Regions from separate parts of the Mus musculus genome. Here region 2 is linked to region 1. Evidence: chromatin contacts called from public HiChIP or PLAC-seq data. All regions are on one chromosome and are shown on one strand. Each heading gives the region's core, a stretch centred on a gene start, on an enhancer-like site or on the middle of the called end of the contact. The rest is flanking DNA. Distances are from core to core; before and after follow the strand shown. Region 1 overlaps Prkar1b (protein kinase, cAMP dependent regulatory, type I beta). Region 2 overlaps Adap1 (ArfGAP with dual PH domains 1).

Region 1 (6,845 bases), core at 4,200-6,699:
GCATGCCACAGTGTATCTGTCCCTCTCTTCAGGTGCAGGCTTGAGCAGTGTTCACAAAAGCTTGTATCGTCCCTCTCTCTGCTTCATCCTACCAAACGCAACAGAGAGAACAGCTTTGGGGTGGCCCAGTACCTCTTCTTCACTCCTCAAAAATCTGGGTAGAATACGCAATGGCTAGCAGGGTAGATCTAGGGAGGCATATTCAAGTATCCAAGGACGGTCCCGCTCTCTGCGACACAGTCGAGTGACTCAGCAAGAATGAGTTCCAATATTGGTTACAGGGGAAATGAATGAACAACAAAAGGATTTGACAGCCATGTGTGGGCAGCATGCCTGTGCTATCAGCAGTTGGAAGCCTGGGACAGGAATTCCAGGCCAGCTTGGGCTGTATCATAGAGTGTGTGTGTGTGTGTGCATGTGTCCCAAGCTAGTTCTTGTTCCTTGAGTCTCAATTAGTGTTCCCTTGTACAGGATGGGCCCCAGCTGACCCCCAAGAGCTATGAATTCTGGTCAGATATCATATGGATGTCCAGCTAGTAGGTACAGCAAGGTGGATCAGTTTTTACAGGAACCGACAGGGGCTTGCAGAACAACATGTGTGCATGACCATGGTGGGGTTTGGTGTACATCCGTGTGCAGAGTCCACAGACCATCCCATGTGGTGTTCCTGGGGAACTCTTGCGGGTCACAGTCCTCCCCTCAGGGTGAACCTCATAGACAGCCTCAGAGAAGCATCCTATGTTGTATCAGGCAATAAGGCTTATTCTGGGCAGGTGACAGATGAGACAGAAGGCAGACAGATCTCTGGGGGTGTCTTAGAGTCATGCACAGATGACTAAGGAGGCTCGTGTGCTCTTGAACACTATATCTGAATCCAAATCACAGCTCTGGAGCTTTCTAGCTGGATTATGCACAAGTCACTCAGCCACAAAGCCTCAAGTTTCCTCATCTGTGAAATGGACTTACTGAGGGCTGTGAGGCAGCAAGCGGTGCCGAGCCCTCTGTCAGCTTCCACTTTGACGCTTTCCTCATGAGTGTTGAGGATGGCATGGCTGACCCAGAGCTTACCCCATGTCTTCTCTCAGCAGCTCTTGACTCTACCAATAGCTGGTGCACAGTGACCCCAGGTGGCCAGCACCTGCCTGGCTGGTGACTGTTACCATGACAGCAGTCAGTGGAACTGCTATTAGACAGGGCAGCTCTGAAGTCCAAGATCCAGGACCCCAATCGTCTGTTTGTCTGTCTGTCTGTCTGTCTGTCTTCCCCCTAGTGTTAGATAAATGTCATGGTACTGCCACCTACAGTATATAGAACAGCTTCCTCGGTATGTGTTTGCAGCTGTGTGAAGAGTGGGCAGAGAGCACTGCAAGGATACATAGACAACATCAGCCGCTACGGAGCGAGCAGAGTGTGAGCAGGCATGGATTCTGGAAGAGTCAGAGAGCAGAAGGACAAAGTATACCACAGAATAACTCAGCAGCCCCCACCCCACCCCACCCCGCCTCCTCACCATGAGCTTTGCAGCACTGGACAAATTGCTCGACCTTTCTGGTCTGTTATGTGTTTCCTCATCCTGGAATTATCGTGAGACTAGATCATTAGCACATGAGGGCCCTGTGAGTGTCCACACAGAATGCTTACCCTGTCCCCCTCTGCCAGTAGTCCATACGCGGCCCTCCTGCTCAGACTCCAGGGATGCCTTGGGCACACGAGCAAGACATCTTCACATGGAAGATGGGAATCTAACTGAGTGAGAAAATGGGCTTTTCCATGTTCGACCCAAGTGCACTTCACTCATGGGTACGTGATATTTAAGTGTGCACACAGTGCCAGAAGACCATGGCTATGTCGTTTCTCAAGCCCCAGCTGCCTTGAAGCACGCCGACCATCTGGACTGGCTGATGACCAAGGCCCAGGAAGCCTCCTGCCTCAGCCACCTGATTAATCTGAATGACAGGTCTGGACCCCCAAGCCCAGCTACAAGGTCTTAAAGCCATGGACCAAAGGAAAGGCTCATTCTGATGTTTATCGCTCTTGTGTACACCTTTTAGTGAATAAAGTGACTCTGGGAAAACAGGAAGGCTCGCTCTTCCAAAAGCGTAGCTCATACATTAGTGTAAACCCCACCCAGAAGCGGGGAGCAGCCCCAGCATCGCTTGTGGAGAGGGCCAGTGTGGGCACTCCACACACAGTTAATAAACGCCTCAGAACGAACCCGTGAAGAAAAACCTAAAATACTTTCAGAAGCCCCTGTGGCTCCACAGCTCAGCACATTTGGATTCAAATGTCAGCCTGAAGCCCAGATCAACAGCCCTGCTGATGTTGAGTTGTGGAACCACTTCTTACCACTCAGGTCCCTGAGGCATCTTCTAAGTCTGTAAACATGGCAGGTCATTAAAATCTAGCGGGAGTCTTTCCTGAGTGCCTCTTGGAGATGGCACTCACTGACGCCGATGTCTTCCCCTTAGGCCAGGAGATGAACAGCAGAGGCCAGGTCTGTCTGTCTTAGGGGACATGTTTCCCAGGTCAGGCCTCTCTAGCCTCTTCATCTCTGTGGCTTCGAAGGGGAGCGTGGTGCAGACTGTTAAAACTGGAACTGACAAGCAAGATGTAAAAGCCACCCTAGAAATAGAGCTGTGGCACTGTAAAAGAACAGGGCGTAGGGGCTTCACCAATCACTTTCAAAATACCATATGACCCCTCAGTGCTTGGAGCAGACAGAGGCATCTCTCCCTAGGCCCACCCACCACCCTACTTCCTTGTGGCTCCAAGCGTGCCCAGCGGAATATCCACCTTAGGAGGAGGGTTGTGAGCTGCACTCTGAGCCTCAAGAGAAGAGAGTCCTCACGAGAAAACCATCCCAGCTCTCCTCAGACCTATGTCTTTGCCAAACATCCCCACACTTTACCAGAAAGCTGGTCAGCAGGAGACTAGAATAGGCAGACACCATTGGCTGAAACGCACCAACCAATGAACCACAGAACCTGAGACCTGTAGAGGAACCATACAAATCCTGCCTTGGGACAAGGGGACATGAACCCTGTAGAGGTGACTGGAGACAGTCCTCTTGTCTTCCAGTTTCTATAAATAATGTGGGGATGGATAAAGACTAAAGGCCCCGTGATTCATTCACCACACATCTTTAATTTGGGAATGAGAAAGTGGCGTGACCTCCCCCGGGCAGCTACTCCCTCCCAAATCTCCTCCTATATGCTCCTGCAGGGAGAGGGGCCCTGCCCCAGGTCTCTGGCAGGGAGCTGGGACAGCAAACCAGAATTCCACATTCTCCAGATACCAGGAGAAATGCAAAGCCACAGGATGAGGGGAGAATGGGGAGGCACAGGTAAAGGTGGGGATTTAAACCAGCCTGAGGCCCCTTGCCTATCTTCAAGAACTCAGCCATGGAAATGCTTGAAACGTTAGAATTAAGACTCTGCCATCAGAATTCTCTAGCTCCTTATAGGAAAAGTACTACTGGGTCAGTGTGGTGGTTCAGCAGGTAAAGTGCTTGCTGCCAAGCCTGACAACCAGAGCTCCATTCCTAGAATCTGCATGGTAGAAAAAGAGAGCCCACTCAAGAAAGATGTCCTCTGGTCTCTACATGTTTGCAACCTCGTGCCTGCAGATCAGTATGCCCATACACACACTGATAATGAGATTTTAATCTCTATTGGTTAAAAGAAAGGAAGAAGGAAGGATGGCTGGGTCAAGGGAAGGAGGGAGGGGGGAGAGGGAGAGGGAGAGGGGGAGGGGGAGGAGGAGGGAGAGGGAGAGGGAGAGGGGGAGGGGGAGGGGGAGGGAGAGGGGGAGGGGGAGGGGGAGGGAGAGGGGGAGGGGGAGGGGGAGGGGGAGGGAGAGGGAGAGGGAAAGATACTGATCCAGGTATTTGGGAAGTCTGTAATCTTAGCACTCTGGAAGCTGAGGCAAAAGAACCAAGAGATCTGTGCTACATAGAGTTCCAACCTCACCTGGGCTACATAGTTAGACACTGTCTCAAAAACAAACAACAACAACAAAAGTATGGCAGGGTGCTGGTGAAAGATATCTCAGTGGTTAAGGGCACTGTTGCTCTTGCAGAGGACCTGGGTTCAGTTTCCAGTGCCCACATGACAGCTCACACCCATCTCCAGTGCAAGTGGATAGACTGCCCTCTTCTGGTCCACTCTAGCACTGCACGCATGTGCACAGACACACATGCAGGCAAAACATCAACCTGCCTAAACTAAAAATAAAAAGAAGAACCTGTGTATGACTTCCCACCCCGTTCCACACAACTGAAAGGATGGAGAGAACACAGGATGCCTTCCTTCCGTGCCCCCAGCCACGCACAGTGGCTGTCTGGCGAATACCTTAGAGGGTACAGTGTGAACCACAGTCCCTGGGGAAAGCCACACCCATTTTTGAAACTCCTGCAGACTCACTGATGAGGAAGAAATGCATGCGTGTGGTGAGCCGAGATGTCTTAGATCCAGAGCTGGATCCTGGGCTACTCAGCTCCTTTCACAGCAGGGAACTGCCCACCTCCACATCTGACCCCACATCCTTCTGACTATCAGGGAAACCCATCGGAATGTATTGATTTAGATCACAGATTCCACCAAAGGGAAATCTAACAATGTCATCACGTTCCTGTAACGTGCATGTCTGATGCTCCCAGCGCTGTACTCGAAAAAGCCCTGATGTATGACTTAGAAAATGTGCCAAAACCATTTCCATGTTGGAACACATTGCTCAAGGCAACTTGCATCTGTATTTTCAAGTCATGGTCACTCAAATTTGGTTCAGGATAAACTTATTATTCCTGTAATGTGTGTGCATGGGGTGGGGGGCATGTGTGCAATAAGTCTGTGTTTGCATGGTATGTGCTTTTGTGACATGGGCAGGCATGGGCAGGCCAGAGGTCGATGTCAAATGTCTCCTTCAATTGCTCACCACCTTACTTTGAGATAAGGTCTCTCATTGAACCTGGAACAGATTTCACTCTGCCTCCTGCAGCCCCTACACACACACACACACACACACACACACACACACACACACGGTGTCACGGTTACAGACATCAACACACCTAGCCTTTATGCAGTACATGGGATCCAAACTCGGGTCCTTATGAATACACCGCAGGCACTTTATCCACTGACTCATCTCCCCAGCCTTATTCTCTTTGAAGCGAGAACTGTTTTATACTGACCTGGGGCAGGACCTACTTCAGTGACCCAAAGGCTGGAACAAACCTTTCCAGCACTCACAGGTCAGTGACGAAGTGACAGGGACGGGCAGGTGAGCACGTGTGGCTCTGCACATTCCCGTCATTTCCTGGACACCCCACAATGCAGAACAGTGGTGGGGTGTGAGTCTCCCATCCAGAGAAGCAAAGGAATGAGGACCTTTGTCCCTCCAGTCCAGTAGCGAGTGGTTCAAGGTGGCAGGCAGGACACTGAGTCACCGTCCTTGTGGACTCATGCTAATGGTGGCTATAAAATTACTGCAAAGAGAAAAGGAAGCATGGCCACGTTCCTTGAGTGAGCCTGCCATTTTGCCAGCTCACCATCATTTCCACACAATTAAACCTTGATCTCCATGAAAGTGTCACTTTGGAAGTGTCTTCTGTTGTACAGGCTTACCACGGGCCACCAAAACTTCTCAGGGAGGAAACTGCTCAGAGAGACACTTTGATTCAAAACCCTGACTGCGGCCATTACCACATAGGTAATTAAAACCGAATCATGCTAAGCAAAGTAAATTAGAACGAAGGCTTTGGATCGGTGTGGAAGAAAGTTGGCCCCTGAGGTCATTAGCACAGGCAGGGCAAGGCAGTGAGGTGGCAGTGTGTCTGGAGGGCAGCGCATGCTCAGCGGGGTGCCTCTGTGTCTCCAAAGGTTTGAAGCACAACAGGAGACCAGGGATGCACACAACTGGGACAATGAGAGAAACCTGGTGTAGCCAGTCACTCATCTGGGGCCACACACCTGACTACCCAGCTCCTCTCTCCAGTGTCCAGCAGCACATCCAGGTTTGTGTGGCCAAAACCTGTCTGCCTGCCCCCTCTCCCCCACATCTCTATGCTAGAGGCTGCTGTGACTCAAGCCTCAGGCTCTGTCAACACCGCCCTAGCAGCAAAACTGTCAGTCAGTTTATAAACCATCCTGACTCAACCCACTGAAGCAAGACTAGCCTGCTAGCTCCCATGTCCCCCATGGCCTCCTGTCCTGTCCTGTCCTGTCCCATCCCTCCTTCATCTGTGTCTTCTATGATCCAGGTCCCTGATGACTCCCATGGTGACAATCATTAATACCTGTTACCCACAATCCTGCTCCCACAGATACCCACAAAATTTTCTCCCTCTTTTCCTCTTACTCCCTCCCTCCCCCTCTTCCTCTTTATCTCCCTCTCTCTTTTCTTCCCTCTTTCTTCTTCTTCTTTTTTTTTCCTTTTTTTTTTTTTTTTTTTTTTTTTTTTTTTTTTTTTTGTGAGACAGGGTCTTGCTATGTAGCTCAGACTGGTCCTTGACTGGGAGCAATGCCCCTGTCTCACCCTTCCAAGTAACAGGCATGGCTACCATGTTTTGTCTATTTTTCTTAAACTCTATGCTCCCTCACATGCTTTTAAGAGACCATCTCAAACACCCTATTACAAGCTACAAAGAGAAATAATTCACAGACTTGTAAACTGACATTTTAACTACCACATTGCTGTGCTGCTTAAAACCCAGGAATCGTAGGTCTGCACCAGTCACTGAGAATGCACTGGTACAGAGAGAAATGCACAAAAGCTGGGGCTTGTACACAGCTTCCTTTCTAACCACCACCGCCCCCAATACACAGCGCATCCTCATGTAAAATGAT
Region 2 (7,761 bases), core at 4,612-7,111, 200 kb after region 1:
AGTTACTTAACCTTTCTGACCCCCAGATCCCTGGTCTGTGGTTGAAAGGTAAATTTCTACTTCCTTGGGTGATGGAGACTGAATGACACTTGGGGGCTGGGTAAAATGTCCCCAAATCTGCGACCCTTTGTGTTCTTTGTCCTGTCCTGACCCAGTTCTTGCTTGCCTGTGCATCTGGAGCTTGCGATCTGGGATTGCTCGCCAAGAACCCCCACACCCTGCTCCCAGATCTCTACTCTTCCCAGGTTACCTGCAGGCAAAGCAGAAGGTTTTTCACTGGTCCTGGCTAGCTCCAGGGAGCTGTGTGACTAGCCCCGTCCCTGACCCTCGGTGTCTAGGCATGTCTCCTGGTGTCCCCCACCCCAAAAGGTGGCCCCTTCTAGGTGTTAAAGAACCCAGAGAAGGGGCCACTACACACTTGGGCGATTGCTAAATATCTCTGAGCCAATTCCCCACACATAAAGCAGGCCAGGAAGCTGCCATCTTGGACAACAGCACCACAGAGCTGGGCACACCTTCCATGCAGCTAGCCCCACAGCAAGGCAGCAGCCATCCACCTCCAGGTGGGTCCCGCCCTGCTCTGCAACTGCCACACATCTGGCCTGCAGCTAAGAATTTCACCACTCCACACAGCTGCCCCAATCTGTTCTAGGGAGCATCGGATAGGGGGAGCCTCAGGCTTCCCAGGACCATTCCCAGCAAACCCACCCCAAGCCTGGCTCCTGGAGGCACCAGGAAGGGGCAGGGGTCAGTCCTGCATGGGGGGTGGGAGTTCATGTGTGGATGCATACATGTATGGTATTTCCCCAGAGGGATCCATCATAAGGGCTGCTCTCTGAGAGGACTGATGGGGATGGAGCTGAAAGCAGGCACCCACACACAGTAGAAGGGCTAATCCCCAGCCCTGCAGACCCAGTAGATGCCAGGACCCCACGTGGGAAGGTCACCCTTGGCTCCATGGCGGGCTTACATCGTTTTTGTTGAAGTATTTCAGGGCACCCTCTCGTTCTGTCAGCACAAACTTCCGGCTTAAGAACTGTCCGTTGTCCCGCCCACGCTTCCAGAGAAGGCCCTCACGGTAGCCTGGGGGGAGAGAGAGAGAAAGAAATAGTCATGGAGACTCCACCTAACTGACTGCATGTCTACCCCTGTCCCAAGTACCCTCCATTGCAGGGTGGACACATCCAAGGGCGGCAGGTCTCATCTGCCTGTCTGCCCTGCCAATGGCCTGTGACCCACTGCCCAGAGAGGCCTTGATCCTCCCGCCACACCAAAGCAGGACCTGGGGTCATCGTTGGGAATAATGGATTTAAGGACGAGGTTGGAGACAATGGACTTGAGGTGGCCCAGGGCTGCCAGACAAGTCTAAGGTCATGGAAAGAGAGAGGTTCTTGGGCATGAGAAGGGACAGGAACAGAGTTACCAGCCCTATGATGCCAGAGGCCATCCAAAAGGACTCTCCCAGAGCCCTAGGTCTACGACGCTGAGGTGGGCTAGCTTTGGGGACCTTGGTACAATTCTGCCTCAGGTCTGCTACTTCCCTTTTGGCAAAAACAGGCACTCTCCCCGAGCTGTGGTGCAAGCCTTTAATCCCAGAGGCAGAGGCAGGTGGATCTTTGAATTCGAGACTGGCCTGGTCTAGAGAGTGAGTTTCAGCACAGCCGGGGCTACACAGAGAAACCCTGTCTCAAAACAAATGAACAACAACAAAGCAAGCAAGCAAGCAAATGGTCACTCCCATACACTCCAGACTCCCTGCTGCCCAGCTTCCTTGTGCCCAGCCAGTCCATGCATCTACAGGGAGCTGATGTGGTTGGTCTCTTCTTGGCTCCCTGCCCTGCCCCCCTTCAGGGGACATCCCTTAGTGGTGCAGTAATGTTTTCTGGTGAGCTGCTGACGGATGGCTGCATTGCTTTAAGTTTCTGGCTGTTGTAAGACTCCCCCACCCGTAGACATTGCTGGGTGTCAGGGTGGCTTTCATTGGCAAAGAGGGTCCTGGGAAACCTTGACTGGCAGCAGCGTGCTCAAGGGTAGGAGTGCAGCATCAACCTCCCCCCCCCCCCCCCCCCCCGCATCTCCTCCTGTGCTGTCTGCTGCCAGGCAGCCCTGTCCCCATCACCAAACACAAGGGGCTATTTTCTGTGCTCTCACAGACATGTGGCCATAAAAAGGCAGCAGCCTGGCGTCAGGGAGGGGGCAGCTGGCGCCCGTAAGACTATCAGTCTCAAGGCATGCCAGAAGAGTCCTGTTCCCTCCTCCGACTTCTCAAAGGATGGAGCCTCTCTGGGACCATGGAGTGGCCGCTGTGCCTTGTGTCTCTCCCTTGTTATAACTTCGGCAGACAAATCTTTCTTGGATACTAGTTAGCAAGACTGCCATGACTGCCATGAGCCCAGGCAGGACCTACTTTGAATGTTTGTTGACTGGCTCGTTAAACACCTTGGGCTTGGCCTTCTTTCAGCTTCAGGGACCAGATTATCTAGGCTTCAATATCTAGCTGAGCGTGGACTCCAGACGTGGGGGGCCAAGGGGGCGACAAGACTGCAGCAGCTTCCCAGAACCCCCCACCAACTAACTCCAGAACCATGCTTGATGGCTTGGAGCCTAGGAGCCAGCGGGAACACGCTTCTCGCTTGCTGTTCTGATAGTTGCCAGCAGGTGGCAGGAGCACATCGGGAGCCGCCGTTTCCAAGCTGGGCTGGACTGAACTCTGCCGCCCCTCTGAGGCTCCGACGGGGCATCATCAGGCTTAGGGCCCTGAAGCAGTAGGTCCTCTGCTAGGCCAGGTCCATGTGCTGATATTCTATGGAACCGACCAGTATTCTGACAAGCCGCCACGATGCCTATAATTTAGGCTCCATAATGGCAACACAAGAGATGTTCCCGTAACGAACGCTGACCGCATCCCTGGCCTGACCTCTCTCAGAGCTCTGCTTCCTTCTTGGTACCATGGGAATCTGGCCAGCCGAGGGCTGACAGGTATTGAGCCCCACTGGCTTGGCTGGATCGCCCTTTTCCACCCTAGCCCAGGGACCTTGCTCAGCAGCCCAGCCAGGCTACCCTTCTGGGCACACTTGTGATCAGGTAGAACCAGAAGTGACCATTCTCTCTGAAAGAACTAGATGGTCCTGAGGTAGAGGCTATGAAGTTTAGTCAGCATTGATTAGATGCCTATGGTTTACAGTTACAGGGCTGGGGCCAGCTGTGGAGTTTGGGAGTAATTGGTCCACATCTCACAGGACACACATACAGAGGGCACAGTGTCACACATCCCTGTGAGGTTGAAGTCACCATTCCCTGACATTACAAGCCTATTACAGTTGAAGCACACCTTCCTCGGGGTGACAACATGGAGACAAGGGCTCTTCTGCACGGCTGTGGCCATACAGTGGCATGGTCAGCATGCAATCCAGATTGGATTTCTTTTTGGTTTTTTTTGTTTGTTTGTTTGTTTGTTTTTGAGTTGGAAGAGGGAAGTTGAGTATCACTATGTAGCCCAGGCTGCCCTTGAACTAACTCGTCATGATCCTCCTGCCTCAACCTCTGGAATGCTGGGGTGACAGGTGTGAACCACACCTGATCTAGAGACTTTACTCTTGATCCTTACAAATGGGAAAGAACCTATTTTCCTTCAACTCTGGGACATTTAAGCAACCATGGTGCCCTGCCCTGAATAGATGGCCCTGCTACCCACAGGGCGAGCTCCCAGCAGCAAGGCAGGCAGGAGAGAGGTTGGGCCCTGGGGTGTACCACATTGTGCATCTCCAGCAGGCAAACTGGGCTGCAGGGGTGGGGGAGGGCAATGCGGTACCTTCTGCACTCACAGTTTCATAACCTGCAGACTTCAAGAACTGCATTCCAAGCAGAATATGCAAAGTGTATGTAAATTGCATGGGGTATATGTAAATTTGTGCTTTTGTTTTTAATTCAAGGCCATGAGCGCATGGTCTCACTATGAGTGTGACAGGAAGCTTGCCAAGGTGTGAGCCCAGTCGGGTGTGTTCCATACTCAGGACTGCTGTGGGGACCCTTCTGAATGGGACAGGTATCCACATCATCTGGCTTCTCCCACTGGGGGTATAGTGGAAGGTTCGGCACTGAGCCTGGCCTCAGAGACACCAGACAAACTGAGACTCCATGACTTTACCCAGACTGGGGCAACCACACCCAGCCTCAGGCTGCAAGTTCTGTCTGCTTCTATTGGCAACTACACCTATCAAACTGTAACTCCAGTTCTAGGCATCTGGCGCCCTCTTCAGGCCTCCACGGACACTGTACTCACATTGTGCGCGCGCGCGCGCACACACACACACACACACACACACACACACACACACACACGCAAGCAAACATGCCCAAGATGTTCGGACTCTATGTTCCCAGGGCTCAACCACTCCTTGCCCACTGCTCTGGCCACTTGGGCTCTGTCCTGAAGCTCCCTGGGTCTCTTCTGCACCCGTAAGTGGGGCCAAGAGCAGGCTTCAGTGTGTATAGGTTCGGATTCTGATTGGCCAGCATCTTACCACCTCACAGGGACCTGCCAGCTCCAGGTAAGACAGAGGGGCTGTGTGGATGACAGGGGCTGAGATCCATGTTTGTGAGTCCCATGCAACTGCAGGGCCTCCTTGGCATGTTTGGCCTGCACTCTACCTGCACCCTGGAAGTGTTGCTTTCCATCTTTAGGAACCTGGGATCCCAGGAGCATGTGGGCAGCAGGTGACCACTCAGCCCTTCTTGCTACTTCCCGGCTTGGCTCTGGGAACAGATCTATTCACCCTGTGTGTCTCCTTGGGAGGTCTTTTCTCTCTGAGAAGCCACACAGGAAGACTTCCCGAATCCAGTGATGGATGCTCTAGTTCTCTGCTCTAGTCCAGTTGGGGCTCCCTGACTTGAGGTGGGGTCAGGTAGGGTCTCCCTTCAGGAGAATACCTGATACCTTAGCCCTGGTGCAAGCTAACACCTCCCAGGTGCTGGTTTCCTTGGGACTCCATAGCATGTGTCCTCAGTATGCAATGCTCTGGCTTCAAGACTCCCTGGTGTTCTGGTCATACATAGGAACCCTTCAGTATGAGTGTCCCACATCCCTTCTTGTTTACTTCTTCGATTGCCCAATAACCAGCAGAACACAGCCTGGTGGGGAGAGGGTGCTGCGAGCCAGCTCCAGGCCATGGCTCCAGGAACTGGGGTTCTGAGCTGTGTCCCCATCTTGTACATAAGCAATTGGTCTCCTGAAGATACTGTTCACAGAGTCACACAACAGCCGCCAGGAAGCTCACTAGCTAGACCTCACGAGCTGTTCTCATGGACAAGGTGGCAGGGGACCGTCGCTGCCACCTCTCTCTGGGCTTCAGTTCTGCCATCTTCCAAAGGGTCAGGGCTGAAGTGAAGCTAAAGGAGTCAAGACAGTTCCTGGGGTCCAGCAAGGCCACCAGACCTCCCTACTGCACTCAGACTGTCTGGGACATGGGGCTCAGAAGAAGCCTGGTACTTGTGAACAGCCTGGCTGATCTTACAAGTGACTCTCATAGGAGCCTGTCACATGGGCAGATCCAAGGCCACTATAGAACCCTTGGAGGCTTGACAGGAAGACAGGAAATGGGGTTATCTGCATCTAGGAGTGCCCTACCTAGCTTCCACCGTCATCTCATCGTTTCAAAGGACCTAACCCTCTTGCCGAGCCAGCCACCCCAGGGTGCCTCACCCTGGCCATCCCATGATTTAACAGTCCCCCAAACACTGTTGTGCTGAGCACCCTGCCTTAGCACACAAGAAAAACCGAAGTCAGGCAGAGCTGTGCCGCTCAGGGAGGAAGGAAAAGGGGTTGTACCAAGTGGAGACATCCCGGTGCTGTTGCTTTCTTGACCTTTGACCTAAATGTCACTATGCAAATAGGGAGAGAGGCTCCCAGAGGGACCCAGGCAGGACCCAGTCTGTTAGAGGAGGTGGTGGCCTGGTCCTGGGCAACAAAGGCCATTGTCTGCATGCCCTGACGCCCACCCTCCCCTGTGAATGGCAGCCATTGAGGCTTGGGTGGAGGCAGGACAGTCTGGGGCAGGAGCCAGGGCAGCTGTCACCCAGTCCCTTGCTGAGCAGTGGTGGGGAGGGGCAGATACAAAGCAAGGTGCACTCAGGTATGAGGGCACACCCAACACCCTGACATCTCCGCGTCAGAGGGGAACTTTAGACACTCCAGCCAACTGTGACCTAGGCTGAGGAATGACACACAGCAGAGAGTGTGGCAGGGCCCTATGGTCACAGGGCTCCATGCACTGCTCATTCCTGCTGAGGGACAAGCATCTCTGTAAGCCAGGACATGCCCTCACAGAGGCAGCCCAGGCACAGGAAAGGATGGCCGGGATATAGGGGGGTCTTGACCCAGCAGCCTCTGTCTCTGGCAGGCCAGGAAATGTGACAGGGGCTGTAAGTGAGCCACTGGCACCTGTCTCGTCTGGAACTCCAGGGGCTACTTCCCTCCTGTAGCCCTGGATGACACTGTCTGAGAGAGACTTCTCCAAAGCCCAGTTCCAGGGAGCGTGTGCTCAAGGCCCCAGGTCTGACTCGCTCAGCCACTGTCCATGTCGAGAGAGAATAGGCAGCCATCCAGGTGGCTCCTCAGTCCTAGGAGTGTCGTCCTGTAATAGGCAGGCCTCTGCACCAGGCCTGGACAAGAGACAGACCTGATGTCAGTGGACACCTTAGCGCCAGAGACTCTGCTAACCAGTCTCCAGAGCAATGCTTCTGTGAAACTTCCTTAGACTGAAAAGAATTTTGAAAATAAACAAAGATAGGCTCCGCTGTGGGTGAGCAGCACAATGCTCTGGGCCAGAAGCCTAGCATAGAAGGCCACTCATCACGTCCAAGCTGGTGAACAGCGGGGAAAGAGAAAACCAGACGGCGGTGGCTGCTGGCATGCTGGCTCACAGGGACAGGGTCTCAGCGCTGGAATAAATCTGGAATAAGCCTGGGATTGTGTAATAGGGAGTGCACTGGGGAGGGCAGGGCCATGACAAGGGTACTTCCCCACACAGAGACTTCACATGGATGACCCCTTGGCCTCCGTGTCCCTCAATGCGGGGGAGGGGTGTGGGCTGGATGTTCCCAGAGATGTCCCCATGGCTCCTTGGGCATTGTGGAGGGAACTGTAGTCACTGTCCCTGCTCATTTTGAGTCCTGACATGCAGTTGAGGATGTCCCTTGGTCTCTAGCTTGACTGTCACACTGTTGTTCGTCTCTCTCAGCCCCAACACTCCTGACTTCTTCCAGATAGTTTTGAAACCCTAAGGGGAAACAGATGCAAACTCCTCCATCTAGGGCCCCTGCTGAGCTATGAAGAAGGCAGAGACCCCAAGCAGCTAACATGGGACTCCTGTCCTGAGCTGGCTCCCTCAGCCTTCAGCCCTGATGACTCTTCGTCCCCAATGACCATGCAGGGCATCTTGTCTGCGCCTGCTCACAGGCATGTAAGGAGACAGACCCTTGGAACCCACAGTTCCGGTTCGTTCTGGGCAAGCATGGGGCCACTCCTCTGAAGAGTCCCGGCCTCACCTCTTTTGAGGCCCCACATTTCCCCTTTCTCCATCTGAGGGGACTTCTGCATTTCCCAGATAGGCAGTGGGGAGTGTCTATGCCCAGAGTGAGAAAGTACTGTTTGGTAAGAGGAGGGGGCAGAAGTGCTGGACTAGTGGGGGTGGGGCACTTTGCATAGAATCCCCCAGGGAGGAGCTGGGGGTGTGGCTCAGTGGTAGAGCCCCTGCCTAGAAT

What was found. HiChIP or PLAC-seq counts read pairs in DNA pulled down with a chosen protein or histone mark.
Region 2: a contact with region 1 is called in a FOXA1 HiChIP or PLAC-seq map of pancreatic cancer cells. The contact joins two enhancer-like sites. A contact is called at or near these places in 2 of 484 Hi-C or Micro-C datasets (B cells and embryonic stem cells), 1 of 115 datasets of contacts at active chromatin or transcription factors (pancreatic cancer cells) and 1 of 9 other capture datasets (embryonic stem cells).

What each region holds. Positions count from the first base shown.
Region 1 is chr5:139,084,207-139,091,051 of GRCm38.p6, forward strand. All of the region lies in intron 4 of Prkar1b (protein kinase, cAMP dependent regulatory, type I beta), which reads right to left. Among named protein-coding and RNA genes, the nearest start is that of Prkar1b, 42 kb to the right of the region's middle. Within about 2 kb of position 5,450, at least 7 of the 459 cell types and tissues checked have an H3K27ac peak or open chromatin away from gene starts, as enhancers often do. A contact at or near this core is called in pancreatic cancer cells, where this site is marked.
Region 2 is chr5:139,279,735-139,287,495 of GRCm38.p6, forward strand. It overlaps Adap1 (ArfGAP with dual PH domains 1), which reads right to left. Exons shown (of 11, transcript NM_172723.4): 5 at 971-1,083. Among named protein-coding and RNA genes, the nearest start is that of Get4, 31 kb to the left of the region's middle. Within about 2 kb of position 5,862, at least 73 of the 459 cell types and tissues checked have an H3K27ac peak or open chromatin away from gene starts, as enhancers often do. A contact at or near this core is called in pancreatic cancer cells, where this site is marked.